Linked DNA regions of Sus scrofa: region 1 is linked to region 2. The links are chromatin contacts, called in public HiChIP or PLAC-seq maps. All regions are on one chromosome and are shown on one strand. Each heading gives the region's core, a stretch centred on a gene start, on an enhancer-like site or on the middle of the called end of the contact. The rest is flanking DNA. Distances are from core to core; before and after follow the strand shown.

Region 1 (2,836 bases), core at 284-2,783, 69 kb before region 2:
TGTGCTTCAAGTGGAGGGGGCGTGGGGGGGCGCTGCCCAGCCGCTTCATTCTCCTCCAGACCCTTCAACATTCTCTGCAGCTCTTCCATGTGGTGTCCTGGGCGAGGGCGGTAGGTCAGGGCCCCCAGGAGCGGGGGCAGGCCTGAGTCCACCAGTGAGCAGCGGGTCCGATGCAATTCCATGTTCCTCATTATCTGCTTCAGGTCCTCAGCCACTGTGTCCCCTGCCAGCTCAGGTTTGCTCTCTGCAACCAGGACCAGCGGGGTTAAGGGTCGAGGAGAGGGCGGAGGAAGACCCAACTCATCTGCTAGCTTCCAGCCCTCACGTAGGGAGGGCAAGGACTGGCCCCTCTGGAGCTGGAAGGAGAGGGGCAAGTGGGAGGGGGCGGGAGTCCGGCTGGGGGGAGCCGCAGAGCACGCAGGCAGGGACGCAGGCTGTGGAGAACCCAAGTTGCTTTCTCTCTTCTTCTGCACGGAGGACAGCCAGCGGAGAGGCTTCCTCTTCTTCAGCTGGGGAATGGACTTCAGTTCCTTTACCGGATCCAGTTCAGGCTCACTGACAGACTCTCGCGGGCGGCTGAGCTGGATGAGATCGTTCAGGCTGAGGTTGAAATTCGGCACTTGGGCAAAGCTAGGGCTCTCATACCACGGGATAGGGCAGAGCCTGAAAGCCTCAGGGGAGCCGCCCGGGCGCAGCCTGGACCTGCGGGCTTGGGCCTGCTCTTCCTTCAACAGGGCGCGGAAGTCAGCGAGCAGCCCACGGTAGACGTCGGGGCTGGTGAGGAAGATTGTGCATTCCCTGGCGAGGCTGGCGGCCAACCGGGTGAGCGTGGCTGATTCAGTGAAGACACTTGCAGGTGTCGACAGCATCTTCTGAAGGTGCAGGGAGCGTACGAAGAGCAGCTCGCTGCTGAGCAGCACGTAGACCAGGAGCCGCTTCCGCAGCCTCTGATTGTCCAAGTGGCTCAGACCAGGTTCCGCGGGGGGCTCCTGCCAGCTGCATTTTAGCTCGTCCAGGATGACCTGGGTGAAACAGAGTCGTACCTTCGCAGGCGCGCGCGCCTCCAGCCCGCTGCTGGCCAGCCGCTCCGTTACCTGGCGGCAGAGGGACGCCACGGTCAGTCGGGAGAAGGGCAGGGGCAGCAGCATGGGGACCTCCTTCGGGAGGCGCTTCTCAGACTCTGTGTGCGTCGCCCTGCGGGGGAAGAGCGACAGCGGACGCAGCAACTTGTGGTAAAACCTCTGGAGCTCTGGCTCCGGCTTATTGGGCTCCATCTCAGGGCTGGCATCCCGGGCCCGGCAGGCGGAGCTGGCGGTTGCTGAGGCAACGATGGCCCGGATGCCCAAGTGCGCCTGCGCGGCCCATGCCCGCCGCAGCCTGGTGGTGGGTGGGGAGGCGCGGTGCCTTGTTTGCGTGCGCACCAGGAGGCGGGGCGAGGAGCGTCTTCCCGGGCTCCGCCTCCCCGCGGCGCTGTTCTGGGTTGGTGCCTGCCGACCCGGACAGAACGGGTCCTTCGGCAGGTGCCTGGGTCCAGGATGGCATCGGACTCGAGGGACCGCGAGACTGCCTGCATGGTGAGGGTCGAGGCCTCGTGTGGGGACCTCGCAGAGCACAGAGCCTCGGCGTCTGGGGTGATCGTTAACTTGAGAATGGGGGAAGGAGCGGACGCCTGGGTTGGGGCCTGGGGCCCCAGCTCGAAACTGGAATGTGAGACCAACAGAGCCCTTGGCGTTAATGTTGGGGGGTGGGTGTTGGTCCTGAAATGATCGTGAGTGATAATGAAGGAGCTTGAGGAGGAATCACGTGGGGCGCCGTTACTCCAGGCCTTTGGGGGTGGTCATAGGGGAGATAGTGAAACAAAATCACGCAAGAAGGAATTTCCCAGCTCTTATCGACCCGTTCCTGCTACCTTTGCAGTTAGAGTTCGCGGTGCAGATGACCTGTCAGAGCTGTGTGGACGCGGTGAGCAGGAGCCTGCAAGGGGTGGCTGGTAAGAGCCAGATCCGAAAAACTTTTCTTCCAGTCTGGAGGCCTCTGGGAGGGACAGGAAGCTCTCTTAGACCAACCCTACTCCCATTTACAGATACAGAAATTGAAGCCTGGGGAGAGAGTGTTTTCAGAGAACCAGAGGCGGAGGCTGGAGTGCAGGGCTCAGGCTTGCCCAGCCAGATTCTTCTACTGCCTCTAATTGGCTGCCCCACTGGTGTCTTAAACCTCAGGTACCTGGAGAGTGAGGAGGTAGACAGAGCATAGCCCCCTGCAGGGGATGTTCCCTGGAAAACAGGCAGTTCTTGTTTGAGAAACAGCGTGATTTTTTTTTTTTTTTTCCTTTTGTGGGCTGCACCTGCGGCATATGGAGGTCCCCATGCAAGGGTAGGGGTCGAATTGGAGCTGTAGCCTACACCACAACCACAGCCATAGCAACACCAGATCTGCAACCTATACCACAGCCCATGACAACACTGGATCCTCAACCCACTGATCGAGGCCATGGATCGAACCTTTGTCCCTAAGGATGCCAGTCAGATTCGTTTCTGCTGAGTCACGACAGGAACTCCAACAGCGAGTTCTTGACAGAGTAAACAGCTGCCCTGGCCATGTTCCATTCCAGGTGGCTCTGATTCTTAAAAGCCAGCTAACTGGTCTGGTGTCTACTTGGCACAGTTGGAAAGATCTGTGAAGGCAGAGCCACCAGCATGGCCCTGGAAACTGCCTGCCTTTGATTCTCTTAAAGATTTATCCAGTCCTGGAGCTCCCATCGTGGCTCAGTGGTTAACGAATCCAACTAGGAACCATGAGGTTGTGGGTTCTGTCCCTGCCCTTGCTCAGTGGGTTA
Region 2 (2,960 bases), core at 189-2,688:
CTGTGTCCCAGTGGTCCCAAGATGCTGCTAATCCTGTTGCGCCATAGCGGGAACTCCAGGGCTGATTTACTCTTCAGGTCCTCGCTTCAGGATCAAGCTTCAGAGGAAGGTCCCTGACAACCTCTAAGAGATGCTTCCCCACCCCCACCCCCATTCTTCCCTACCATTGTGCCCAGTTTGTGTATTTTGTGGTACTTAGTTTCTTTGCTTACTCATGCGTTGAATATTTTCCTCATAAATTGTAAGTAAGGGGGCTGCCCCAGTGCCTGGCAACAGTGTCTGACTTGTAATGGGCATTTAATAATGTGTATTTATATATAAGCTATTTGAATGTTGTGCTTCTCTTAGGAACATACTATCCTCTACCCTTGTCCCCATCATTCACTGCCTTAGCAGTTATCAGTTGCTCAAGAAACTGAGTGCCAGCACAGGACCAGGCCCTGGGTAGGACCAGAGGATTCCCAGATGGCCCATTAGGGTTAGAGTTGTGCTCTACTCTATATGTCAGCCGTCAAGAAAGGCAGACGTTTAAAAAAAAAGGAGTTCCCATTGTGGCTTAGTGGTAATGAACCCGACTAGTATCCATGAGGATGCGGGTTTGAGTCCTGGCTTCACTCTGGGTTAAGGATCCAGCGTTCCTATGAGCTTGTGGTGTAGGTCACAGATGCAGCTCAGATCCCAAGTTGCTATGGCTATGGCCATGGCTTTTTTGCCCCCTAGCCTGCGAACTTCCATGTGCCATAGCTGTGGCCCTAAAAAGCCAAAAAAAAAAAAAAAAAAAAAAGGCAGAGGTGGTGGAAATGATAACCTAGGAAGGCCCTTTAGCTTGGAGATTGGTGATCCCTAAAGGCGAAGCTTGAGTGGGTATGTCTAGGTTCCACAGTGGGCAAGAACCGGGGCGGCGGGGGCTGGGTTCCTTGAAGACCAAAGGAGGAGTGATGACAGCTCCCTCCCTGTAACTCCCTTCAAGAATAGAGTGGAAGCTTCTCTTTTGCTTGCACACATCAGTTTGTGGTAGTAATAGCGAACTGAGTGCTTTACATTTACTTCACACAATAAAATTCCCATTTTATGATGAAACAGGCTCAGAGAAATTAAGTAGCATGTCTAAGGCCACAGAAAGAGCTTGTATCTAAGTTCTGGCCCTCGAGCTCCAGAGCCTAAATTTCAGCCATTAGTCTAGTGAGTGTCCTGAGGCCTGTTACAGTGTGGTCCAGTCCCAGTTCTGACTTCCCTGCAGGGTCCAAATCTCTGAGCCTCCTCCTCTGCTCATCTTGATCGTGAATCACCTTGTTCTGTTCCAGGTAGGGGTGGGGAAGGTGGCAACAGCGTTGTGGTCCCTGGGGTGTTGGCCACGTGCCCAGCTTAGATGGTCTTCGTCCAGGTTCCTCAAACTCTCGTCCTATGGAGAGGCTTGGTGTGATTCACCAACATAGCCCTGAAACCACTGGCCATGCCGCAGTGTAGAAGGAGGATAGTGGTGCTTAGGGTGGGGAGGGCCTTTCCCTAACCACTCATTTTCCTAATTCTCATAGCCATTGTCCTGCCTCTCAGGTCAGAGCCAAGGGTGGGCCAGGACCACTGTTGCTGGAAATGTAGTTCACCTTGCCAAATGCAGAGGCTAACCCCGTCACCACCCCCTCCTTATAGACTCAATAGGGTCTAGCCTTAGGACTACTGGGTGCCTCTGCCAGCTGCTCTTCTCCATTTCAGTAGCTTCTTTCTTCATCTCTCTGCTGTGGTGAGCACACAGTAGGAATCACCTACTGTGTATGTACCTTGGGGGCAGGGGCAAGTCATTTAACTGCCCTGGCTTTACCAGGGGAGCCAAAGGATGCTACCTCATTGGTTCTTGTGGATTAGTAGAGAGAATGACCGGAGTGAGTCCTTCAACCTGTAGCGCCATAATTGTGCGATTTAAATTTTGCCTGGATCCTCAGAAGGCCTGCAAACCTAAGGCACTACTGATTGAGATCATTTTGCCAACCTTTCCATGTGTGGGTTCCTGTGGCTGATCTCTCATTTCTTGCACTTCTCGGCAATAGAGCCTTGATCTTAAAGCCTTGAGATGGATTTTTCTGACAGAGCTGACAACTCTTCCTAGGAATGTATTTTTATTTCTTCCTTCCTCCTCCTAAATATCTCAGAGAACCAGATTTGTGAGCCAAATTCTAACAAGCCATGAGAGCAGTCTTAGGCAAGTTGTTTCCCTTTTCAGGGCTATCTTGCAGCCAACTAACCCTCCTTTCCTGCCTTGTGGACAGGCTCTGTGCAGTGTATTGAGTGCCCTTTCTATGCCACACTGACTTCACTGTGTGGCTGGCAGTTAGAGGAAAGTATAGATTTGGGGCTGTCTCAGGCCTAAAAAGAGCAGGACTTGGACTGCAGTAGTCTAAGCTATTGCCAAGTTGGAGCTGTGGCTCAATGGGTCTTTGTCTCTGCAGGGAAGGTGTTGCAGTAGAAGTCAGGGAGTTCTGAGACACCACCTAGGGGGACCTGGATGCTTTTCTCCTGGCAACAACATTTAAATCAGGCTGGGGTTTATTTTGCCTTGTACTTGAAGTGTGTCAGAATGCTGCTGCTGTGGCTGGTCCTTGCTTGCATGGTGCCCAGAATTTCATCCTAAATAGCTGACTGTCCAGGAAGAAATCCATGGAGATGGAAGGCCTTGGGTATTTTGGGTATTAATTCATTTTTTTCTCCAAAATGGGACAGGGACATGTTGGCCATCATCTCTCACAAATATTTCATTCTCTTTGTGGACTGGTGTGTGTGTGTGTGTGTATTATTATTTTTTTTATGGCCATGGCTTATGGAAGTTCCCAGGCTAGGGGTCGAATAGGAGCTGCAGCTAAGGCCTGTACCACAGTCACAGCAACACCGGATCTGAGCCATATCTGCCACCTACACCACCGCTTGTGGCAATGCTAGATCCTTAACCCACTGAGCGAGGCCAGAGA

The links. HiChIP or PLAC-seq counts read pairs in DNA pulled down with a chosen protein or histone mark.
Region 1: an H3K27ac HiChIP or PLAC-seq map of alveolar macrophages shows a contact between it and region 2. The contact joins the promoter of CCS here to the enhancer-like site in region 2. A contact is called at or near these places in 10 of 47 Hi-C or Micro-C datasets (adipose tissue, blood, embryonic fibroblasts and 5 more) and 2 of 2 datasets of contacts at active chromatin or transcription factors (alveolar macrophages and skeletal muscle).

What each region holds. Positions count from the first base shown.
Region 1 is chr2:5,831,960-5,834,795 of Sscrofa11.1, reverse strand. It overlaps CCS (copper chaperone for superoxide dismutase), which reads left to right and starts at 1,533. Exons shown (of 8, transcript NM_001001866.1): 1 at 1,533-1,574; 2 at 1,918-1,990. The coding sequence starts at 1,536. CCDC87 (coiled-coil domain-containing protein 87) reads right to left here and starts at 1,365. Exons shown (of 1, transcript XM_003480670.4): 1 at 1-1,365. The coding sequence starts at 1,274.
Region 2 is chr2:5,762,574-5,765,533 of Sscrofa11.1, reverse strand. No RefSeq gene overlaps it. Among named protein-coding and RNA genes, the nearest start is that of RBM4B, 18 kb to the right of the region's middle. Within about 2 kb of position 1,438, at least 3 of the 83 cell types and tissues checked have an H3K27ac peak or open chromatin away from gene starts, as enhancers often do. A contact at or near this core is called in alveolar macrophages, where this site is marked.